Regions from separate parts of the Vulpes vulpes genome. Here region 1 is linked to region 2. A link is a contact called in public Hi-C data. All regions are on one chromosome and are shown on one strand. The core of a region is the stretch at or near the end of the contact, and the rest is flanking DNA. Distances in the headings are between cores, read along the strand shown. Region 1 holds the start of LDAF1 (lipid droplet assembly factor 1). Region 2 holds the start of SDR42E2 (short chain dehydrogenase/reductase family 42E, member 2).

The links. Hi-C and Micro-C count contacts between places; a contact is called where the count stands out from the background.
Region 1: a contact with region 2 is called in a Hi-C map of skeletal muscle, with 5 times the contacts expected there. The contact joins the promoter of LDAF1 here to the promoter of SDR42E2 in region 2. A contact is called at or near these places in 2 of 3 Hi-C or Micro-C datasets (both in skeletal muscle).

What each region holds. Positions count from the first base shown.
Region 1 is chr3:99,172,501-99,177,604 of VulVul3, reverse strand. LDAF1 (lipid droplet assembly factor 1) reads left to right here and starts at 2,700. Exons shown (of 6, transcript XM_026003242.2): 1 at 2,700-2,892; 2 at 3,229-3,278. DNAH3 (dynein axonemal heavy chain 3) reads right to left here and starts at 2,583. Exons shown (of 63, transcript XM_072753699.1): 1 at 2,279-2,583.
Region 2 is chr3:98,305,812-98,310,862 of VulVul3, reverse strand. It overlaps SDR42E2 (short chain dehydrogenase/reductase family 42E, member 2), which reads left to right and starts at 2,133. Exons shown (of 10, transcript XM_072753685.1): 1 at 2,133-2,195; 2 at 4,049-4,930. The coding sequence starts at 4,085.

The sequences.
Region 1 (5,104 bases), core at 1,451-3,950, 870 kb before region 2:
ATGAATACAATTATTATCCCAAATTTTATGCTGAAGAAACACAGTCACTGGGCTCGGTCAGTGCCAAAGTTGGGATTTCAACCTGGCTGGCTATGGAATATGTTCCCTAGCTTTAACCAAAAATCTACATATGGTCTAAAGAAAGACTGAAAGTAAACAAGATATCTACTAAGGAGAATGAAAATACATGTCCCCCCACTCCCACCCCTGGCCACCTTATCTGCACCAGAATCACCTGACTTAACTTTCTGTTTGATAATTCCCAAGACGGATGCAGGCTTCAAGTCCTTCAATCCTTCAACTCCAAGTACACAGGGTTGCCAGATAAAACAATAAAACACAGGATGCCCAGTAAAATTAGAATTTCAGGTAAACAACAATTTTTTAAAATTTAAGTATTCGCTATTTGGGACATAGCTATATTAAAAAGTTATCTTCACTTTAAATTGAGTGTCCTGGATTTTTATTTGCTAAATCTGGCAATTTGGGGAGAAGAGGTCAGCTAGGGTCTGGGTTGTTCCCATTTCCGTGATATTAACAGCTTAGGGTTTCAATGTGTGGCTGGGAAATTTTCACACATTTCTTATTCAGAGCCCCCTGGCAGGTATCTTCTTTCTCTTTTCTTTTCTTTTCTTTTCTTTTCTTTTCTTTTCTTTTCTTTCTTTCTTTCCTTTTTCTTTTCTTTCTTTCTCTCTTTCTTTTTTTTAAGATTTTTATTTATTTATTCATGAGAGACACACACACACAGAGGCAGAGACAGGCAGAGGGAGAAGCAGGCTTCTCGCAGGGAGCCCAATGTGGGACTTGACTCCTGGACCAGGATCAAGACCAGAGCCAAAGGCAGATGCTCAGCTGCTGAGCCATCCAAGTGTCCCTTGCAGGTCTTTTCTAAGACCTGAAATGGTCTCAGAAACGGGCTCAGCCAGAGTAAGTTAGCTTTGAAAAGCATAGAAGAGGCTGCACATAGCTTTATTTTACTGACCCATCAATAGTCGTCATGAGCCAAGTCCTAATGATATGGAGACAGCTAAGATCCCAGCCATCCGGAAATACATAATATGGAGAAGGCAGCCAACACACAAGGAAAAAGCAAAATCTGGCTGTCCCTACAATGACAGAGGTCTGTGGTCAGGGGAATTAGAGGATTCACAAAGGCACCCCTAGATGGCACCCTTGAACAAAAATCCCAAGGAAGGTTCCAATTCAGCTTTTCAAAGCAATGCCCACCAGGGAATGACAGTTGTAATGTTTTGTTCTAAAGGAAAAAAAAAAAAAAAAGTCAACATTTTCTTAGGTGGGGCATCCACCATACTGCAGCAGAACAAAGTGCATGAAGCCACGTAGGATTGCCTGAAACTTAAGAATTTAGGGATACTTACCTGTCCATGTCCTATTTCCACCATTAGCAGCCCTTTTCTTGGCTGTTGTGAAGTTAGATGGGATCCTGTAGCTTCTTTTTATCATTATTGCCCCCACGTTTATTTCTTTACCCACCAGCCTGTTTATTTCTAGAGATATTATTTGGTAGAAGACTGTACCATCGAATCTTTTTGAGTTCCTCCTATACTCCAGATAGGTACTAACTTCTTTACAGCTCTTCTTGCACCTGACCTCACTAAAACCCTGTGACTGTTTCCCAGGCTGCTATTGCTGCAGGTCACAGAGGAAAGGAAGGTCCATCTAGGTCCCTGGATGGAAAAGGCCTGAGAACTCTGCAGTAGCAGGCCAAAGCTCAGGCCTGTCATTTTACAGATTAAGCCCAGGCCCAGAGAGGTCACTCACCCAAGGTCACACGGTAAGAGCCAGCCCTGAGATGAGAGCCCAGGACTGTCGGAACCCCCTCCCTCAGACCCTGGTCTTTACCAGTACCTCTATGGCAGTGGTTCTTAACAGAAACTGTGCCCCGTCACAGGATATTTGGCAATGTTTGGGGACATTTTTTTGGTTGTCACAACTGGGAGGAAGGGGATTACTACTGGCATCTAGTGGGTCGAGGCCAGGGACACTGATAAAAAGTCAGCACAAGGATGCCCCCTCAATACAAAACTTTCCTGCCCAAAATGTCAACAGCGCTGCCCTTGGAGAAACCCTGCTCTATGGGCCAGGATTTGGGGCCAGGGAACATGTGCCTGGCTCTGACGTGGAACCAAGGGCCTTGGGTTTAGACTTTTTCAATTATAAAACGTGGAAATGATAACCTAACCCATCCTTCCGGCTCTCGCTGGTTCGTGGCACCTGCGTGAGTCGTAGTAGCTAAAACTTGCCAGTCAGGCCGTACCTCATCGCTGCATGTCCTGGCCCCCAGGACTGCTTCCAGGAGAGGCGGTTCAGGTGTAGGTATCTAGGCAGGGGACGCCCTAAGACGCTGTACAAACCGTGCTCAGAGGCCAAGGGCACCTGTCTCGGCGGTGGCCTGTGCACGCTCCCTTCAAGCCGAGAGTGTAGGGCAGGCCTCATTCTCCTCAGCTGTAAATTATTGAGGGCCTGTCAGGGTTGTTCTAAAAGGCTGAGGCGGAGCGCGCTGTGTGGAGCTCGCGGCCCGAGGCCTCGCGGCAGCTTCGCGGGCTTCCTCTGGAGGTGGGCGGGGAGAGCCGAGCCCTGAGGGGCGGGGCGAGAGCGGCCGAAGGACGGAAGCGTCGGAGGGGGCGGGGTCCGGGCGGTGGAGGGGGCGTGGTTAGGGCGAGGAGGGGCGGGGCTAGGCCGTGAGGGGGCGGGGCTAGGGCGGAGGACGGCGGCAGCCTGGGTGGGGCAGGAAACAGGCGCCAGCTCCCGCCTGCGCGCACTAGGGTTCCTCCCTCTAACGTCTCTCCCTGCTCCTCTTCCTCCTCCCCCCACCCCGCTTCTGTGCCTCCGCCTGCAGACCCTGGCTGGACAGCGCGGCCGCCAGGACCGGTGAGACTCGCATCTCGGATGCTAGGGTGCAACGTGCCCGGGCTGGCTAGGTCACCTCGCGGGGAGGGGCATACGAAGCGGCGCAGGGGCCTGGGTTGAGAGGGTCTCCTGCGCTGTCCGCAGTTTAGTGAAAAGGAGTGTCTCACCCCTCGGAGCCCCCAAGACGGGCTGGGAGCACACGCACTTCTTCACACCCACCACTAGATTTGGTAAAAGGGTTGCCAGAGCCATCCCACCCCACCCCCCGAGACCTTGTCCCTTCTTGGGAAACCTGGCGGGGGAGTCTCCAAACCCTCTCCCCGAGATTCATGAATATGGGTGCCCTCCTTCCCGCAGGTCTCTCTTCTCTACCGACACCGCAGAGAGGGGCTCTCCAGGTAACAAAGGTGGATTCTTCTCCCCCAAATTAATGACCGGGTACTCCACTCCCCCGTGAACGCCCCTTTCTTAGCCTCTGTGCTCTTTCGTGTGCGGGCCCTCCCCCTCTGCACCTGCCTCCCTTTCTCTTCCCCTTTGCGCAAGGATCCCTAGAAGCTGGGCGCCTGCTCCACCTAGCGTCTTCGAAGGCTGACCGACTGTAAGCAGATGGGGAGGGGGCGGCCTGGGGCGGCCCGAGGCGCCCAGCTTTCCTTTCCCCCAACCGGAGATGCACCCCCTCTCCCTTCCAGCTGAAACGCTGGGGTTGGCCGTTAGCTCTGGGAGGGGCTGGAATGCAAGAGCCGCGGGGCGGATTGGCCAGTGGTCTTTTGGGTCAGCCTGGAGGGCCCCGGGAGAAGGCAGGGAACTTGTGAGCTGCGCTGGGGATCCCGGGTTGCCCTCCGCTCCAGAGACTTCTCAGTGCCTGGGAATTCCCTCTGTAGAGTGAGTGGCTGGGGATTGGAAGCCAGGTGGATGTATTTGATGGCTGTGGCCCATGACATTCTACCCATGCTCGTTACCATCGGACTCCCCAAACCGGTCTGGGTGGCCCTTGGGTTCCCTAGACCTCTGGAGACCGGTAATGGGAGCTGGGCTTGTTTCTGTCTGCTGCGGAGATGAGAGTAGGAGAGCTGAGTCCTGGGAACATCCCAAATACGAGATGTGTGCCAGTTGGATCTTCAAAGATCCAAAGGTTTCCTGTTTCACAAACGGAGCTGTAGGAAAGGCTCTCTAGCTGGAGTGACGAAAACGTACTTTAAGTTGCATTTTAGACCCTCTAGGTATTGGTAAAGTAACTTTCTCCCCTTAACTCACATAATTACCGTGTGGTTTAAGTCAATATGGTAAACAGGTGTCAGCATCACTTAGTTAATTTTGATCACTATAACAGGATCCTTGAGGCTCTTCTTCTTCTTCTTCTTCTTTTTTTTTTTAAGATTTTATTTATTCATGAGAGACAGAGAGAGGCAGAGACACAGGCAGAAGGGGTAGAAGCAGGCTCCATGCAGGGAGCCTGGTATGGGACTCAATCCTGGAGCCCCAGGATCACTTGCTTGGCTGAAGGCAGGTTCTCAACCTCTGAGCCACCCAGGCATCCCTTTTTTTTCTTTTTACTATCAGTAGTAAGGAGGTCATTTATAAGGGTGAAATTGTGTCTAGCCCTACAGTTCTGGGAAATAAAAAATGAGAATGATATATTTGTTGATATTTAAAATCCAACAAGGGTTGAAAAAGAGATCTTAAACAAATTGGTTTTGTAGTCACATGACTTAGGACAGTCCTGGAAATTAAAGGCTGTTGAGTCACAGTGTATAATTGTGGCTAGGTCTGCCCTTGAGACACCTCTCCTGTTAAGAGGACACTTACAAGTCAACAGAGAATGATTTATGGTGCTATAAGGTTGGAAGCCAACCTGTTTAGTGTGGGTAGTCAATAAAGAAGTTGGCCACCATCACTGTTAAAGGTTTTTGGTGGGGGGGAAGGCAATGAGGGGCTTAAAATAGTGTATTCAGCTTTCTTGCTTTTATATTCTTTGTAGCAGTTTGTCAGACTGAAAAAATAAGCCCCCAGAGATAATACCATTAACATTTAGGTATTATATGATCTATATCCTTCTAGGTCTTTTATTTTACTATGGAATATAGACATAAAATACATATATTTATGTAACAATATAGGATATCTTAAAATTTTTTTTCACTTATCATGAATGTGTTTTCATGTCACTAACTAGATGTCCACATTATCATTTCAACAACTACTACATTTTATGAACTTATTATTTAACCAATTT
Region 2 (5,051 bases), core at 884-3,383:
CTTTGGCCAGACTCCATGCTGGGCCCAGGGAGGCAGCAGTGAGCACAGCCCCTGCCTCTGTGGCTCTCAGTCTGGTCACTGCCTTGGGTAGCTGCCCTTCCACGTCACCACCACAGACTGAGAGAAAATAGCCTGTGGTGTTTGTATTGCTTTGCTGGTGTTGTCATAACAAAGTACCACAAACCGAGTGGTTGAAACAACAGCAATGGATTATCTCCAGTTCAGGAGTCCAGAAGTCTGAGATCAAGGTATCACCAGCTCCCTCCAAAGGCACTCGGGAAGATCTGTGACAGGCCTCTCTCTCTCCTGGCTCCTTGTAGTTCGTTGGCTTGTGGACGCATCACTCCAACCTCCACGTGATGCTCTTCCTGTATGCATGTCTGCATCCAAATTTCCCCGCTTTCATAAGGACACTGGTCATATTGGACGAGCCCTACTCTCTATTACCTTATCTTTAATCACATCTGCAATGACCCTATTTCCAAGGTCATACTCTGAAGTCCTGGGGGTTAGGATTCCAACATATGAATTTGGGGGGTGGGGGTGGAGGAGGTACACAATTCAACGTATAACTCTTGTGTGGTAAACTATGCTCTCAGCAGGACAAGAGCAGCCAGCTGGACCTGGGGCTATCAGCCCTGTGGCCCTGCTGGTGGGAGAGGAGGGGCTGGTCTTTGGGAATAGAATGATGGACATACGTCAGACAAGGTTTGGAAAGTGGTGAGGCACAGGACCTGGGTTTGAATCCCAATCTCTCATATAACGGTAACACCTGCCTTTGGTTGAGCACTGACTATGCAGGCACCATCCTCGTCGCTTATACCTTGTTTGCTACAAGCCCAACAACATCACGGCTGTAAAGCACGCACCACTCCCAGCTTATGAATGAGGATGTGGAGCCTTGTAGCTGCCCAGAGACACACAGCAAGAAAGTGGCAAGGTCGAGATTTAAAGCCAGGGCTGACCCCATGGCCTTTATCCACCACACTCTGAGCCTCTTCTTATCACTCTGAACCCATTTTCCTGCCTCTAAAATTATGTCAAAACAGAGTTGTGAGGATTGGGGAAGATACCTTAGCACCTGGCACATAACATGTACGGGCTAAGATTTTTTTCTCTTCCCCACACCACCTATGCTCACAGAGGAGGCTCCAACGGGTGAAGCCTTTCTAGTAGCTTCTTCACACCAAAGTGAGCAGGCCTCAGTGTTCCCAGCTCAGAGTCAGTTCTCAGAACTCCACTATAGCAGCAGCGCCCCGCTGTCGGGCACATGCCTGCCCCTCTGCTACTGCCACCTGCAAATGGATCTTCAGGAGTGGTGTGATCCAGCTGGGTCCCCAGCACAAGGGAGAGGCCAACAACAAGGAAGCACCCACTAAACGTGGGATGACTGTATTAGAGGATGGATGAACCCAGAGATGGGCAGGGGAATACAAGAAAGGAAGGAAGGCAGATGTGGACGGGAGGAAAGAAAGATACATGGAATGAACTGGATGGATGTAAGGCTGGGCGGAGAGGTGGAAAGATAGAATGACAGGTGGATAGATAGATGAATGGAAGAATGGACAGGAAAGAAAGAAATGTACGGGGAATATGGATGAGTAAAGAGGTGGGTGGAAGAACAGGTAGGATGATGAGTAGATGGACGAGGAAGAGGGAGAGAAGGCAGGAAGCAGCAGGTGGGCGGGAGGCAGGCTGCCTAGAGAGGAACGAGTTGGGGCGACAGACCCACCCGCAGGGTATGGGGGGCTGAGGAAAGAAATGTTGTTTCTTGGGTTTCTAGGACCACTGTGCGGCAGGGCCTTTGCGTCCTTTCTGCACCAGCATCTGGGCCCATTGCACCCGCTCCCTGTTCGACAGGCCTCAGTTTCCCCGCTGTGAGAGCCTGCGGCCACCGCCCTGCAAAAGGCGGCTGTTCCCGCGCGGGGAGCCGGTGGGGCGGGGGCGGGGCGAGAGGTGGGGGGCGGGGCCCGGATGGTGGGCGGGGCCGGGGCGAGGGGCGGGGCCGGGGCCGGGATGGGGCGGGGGCGGGGCCGGGGCGAGGGGCGGGGCCGGGATGGGGCGGGGCCGGGATGGGGCGGGGGCGGTCCCGGAGTTCAGCCCCGCCCCGGGAGGGGCCGCCCCGCCGCGCCGGGCTCCGCGCCGAGACCTTGGGTGCAGCGCCGGGAGCTCGCAGCGCCGCGGGAGCCCGGCGGGTGAGCGCAGCGGGGACCCCGGGGGGCGGGGAGCCTAAGGGGGGGTTCCCCGAGCTGCGAGGCGGGAGCCGCTCTCGGAGTCGGGCGTGGGGGGGCGGGGGGCGGGGGCGCCCGCTCCTGCCCGCCCCTGCCGGGCGATGCGGCCGGGGTGGTCCCCGACGCCCCTTCCCCAGTTCCTTTACCCACACCCCACTGCGAGTCCCTGGTGACCCGGCCGACCCATTTATTGAGACCCCATCAAAGTTCGCGAATGTTCCCTGAGCCTCAGTTTCCAGCTCTGAGGGATGGGGACAGGAGCCTGTAGTGCACAGGGCTGCCCGGGGCAGTGAGTGCCGCCGCGGCCCGGGTCACGGGGGGCGCAGCCACGGTGCCCGGTGCTCCCGGATGCGGAGTTCTTAGCGGTGCGGCGCGGTCAGCAGCTCCTTATCCCCTGCTCGGTGCCGGCGCTGTTCCCGGCGCGGGGACAGGACGGTGAGCGGAGCCCTCCTGGAGACTGCTTCCCAGCGCCCTGCCAAGGGCTCTGGCATCTCTTCATGACCGCCTGGTGGGGTAGACGGAGCAGCCAGGGTTACTTGGGTCCATTTTACAGCTATGGATACTGAGGTACCCTGAGGTTTTAAGGATTTTGCCTAAGGGTCACAAAAAAAGCATCCCCATAAGATAGAAAGATGGCTTTGGTCCCAGAGACCAGTCCCCTGAACAGAATCCTGGGTAAAGAAGGGCTCCACCGTGGGGCTGCACCCTTTCCCCCTCCCTATAGGGGAATTAGACTCATCTCCTATGATGACTCAGATTTGGGGTGTTTCCTCCCTGTTAAACCCCTGAGTGCCAATGTCTGTATGGGGTGTGACTGTGTCCCTTAACCTGGAACTCTGGAGAGCAGGGCAGTGACAACAGAGCCTAAAAGATAACAGTCCCTATAGCTGTCAGGGTCCCTGCCCCGTGGCACCACCAGCACCAACCACGGGGTCATCACTTAGCCAGTCAGCATGCCCCTTCTTTTTTACAGCCAGCCGGCCTCAGGCAGGGCAGAGACACCTATCTGTGTATCCACAGGGCCTGGCAGACGGTTGGCCCACCATACGTGGTTGCTGCCATTATTAATGGTGATGATGGTGGTCTGGCCCCTGGAGCACATCTTCTCAGGTGGAGTAGGAGGCAGCGGGCAGAGGGTGGGATGATGATAGTGATAGTGGCTGACAGCCTGGCTCATTTTAAGTCTGGAGTGAGGACCATAGGATCCTCAGCGCTGGATCCCAGGGCTCACAGACCTGACCCCAAAGCCAGCAGAGGGCTTGCACAGACCTGCGGTGCCAGCCGCCGCACAGCCAGAGGACCTAGGAGGACCGGAGGCAGCAGGTGTCAGGGTAGAGGTGGTGTGGCAGTTGGAATTCCACATGGATTCCTCCTCCCCATCTCCTCTCTCCACGTCTCCTCTCCTTGTCATCCTCTCCCTTCTTTTCTGTCTACCTCTTTCTCCAGGAAGCCCTCCCCACCTTCCCAGTCAGAAAGCAGTTCCCTGGGCATGATCTGATCTGTCTTCCTCTGATACTATGCGGGAATTAGGATTTTTAAGAACTGGTAGAGAAATCCGGAATGCTTGGTGTAAACCTCACCCATGCAGTGTGACTTTGGGCCTCAGTTTCCCCAGCTGTAAAACCCAAGGCCTAACTGCCTTGTTTCTCTCTCTCTGAGGGAGGCAGCAGCCACCTGGAAAGTTCTCAAAATTCTGAAAGGGACAGGTTCACTGGGAAGTCAGAGCATCTCTAGGCCCCACCAGGAGTTCCCCTTAGTCTGATAATCCACATGATCCGACAACTCTAGAATGTTCTTTCTTTTGTTTTTCTCTACAGGTGGACAGATCTTCAATCTGCATGGCTCAGTAGAGGATGAAGCCCAACCCAGCAGGCTCCTCCCCAGAGGCCTGCAAAGCTGCAGGCCAGGGCGAGAAGAGCTGCCCTGTCTGCCAGGCCTGGGGAGGAGTCTCAGGCCTGGGATCTGAGTTAGGGCCTAGGCCAATGCCTGGTGCAGTTTCAGGACCTGGACCAGGGCCAACTACTGTTCTGGGGTTGGAGCTGGGGCCTGGTGCTGTGTCAGGACCTGCGTTGGGGCCTGGTGTGGTTCTAGAACCTGGACTGGGGCTTGGTGCAGTGTCTAGACCTGGGCCAGAGCCTGGTGTGGTTCTAGAATCTGGACCAGGGCCTGTTGCTGCTTCAGGACCTGGACCAGGGCCTGGTGCTGTGTCTGGACATAGGCCAGGGCCTGGTGCTGCTTCAGAACCCGGATTAGTACATGGTGCTATGTCCGGACGTATGCCAGGGTCTGGTGTTGTTCCAAGACCTGGACCAGGGCCTGGAGCTGGGTCCAGACCTAGGCCAGGGCCTGGTGCTGTCTCAGGACCTGGGCCAGGTCTGGGGCCTGGGTCAGGAGCTGGGTCCACACCTAGGCCCGGAGTTGCACCATTACTTGGGCCAGCAGTAGAGCCTGCGCCCAGACGGGGGTCTGGAACTGGGCCCAAACCCAGTGAGCCAGAAACAGCCCCGACACCAGCACCGCAGCAGAAGACTCAGACTGCACACATGCAGGCCCCTCGGCAGAAGGTTCTGGTGACAGGAGGAGGAGGCTACCTGGGCTTTAGTCTGGGTTCCAGCCTGGCCAAGAGTGGCACTTCTGTCATCCTGCTCGACCTCCGCAGGCCCCAGTGGGAGCTGTCCCCAGGGACCGAGTTCATCCAGGTGCAATGATGAGCATCTTGAGGGTCCTGGGAGGGGGGCCCAGGCTGGGGGTGGAGGTCTGGGGACAGTGTCTGATGTGCAACCAGTAGCATGGTGTTGAGGAGCATGGGCTCCTGGAGTG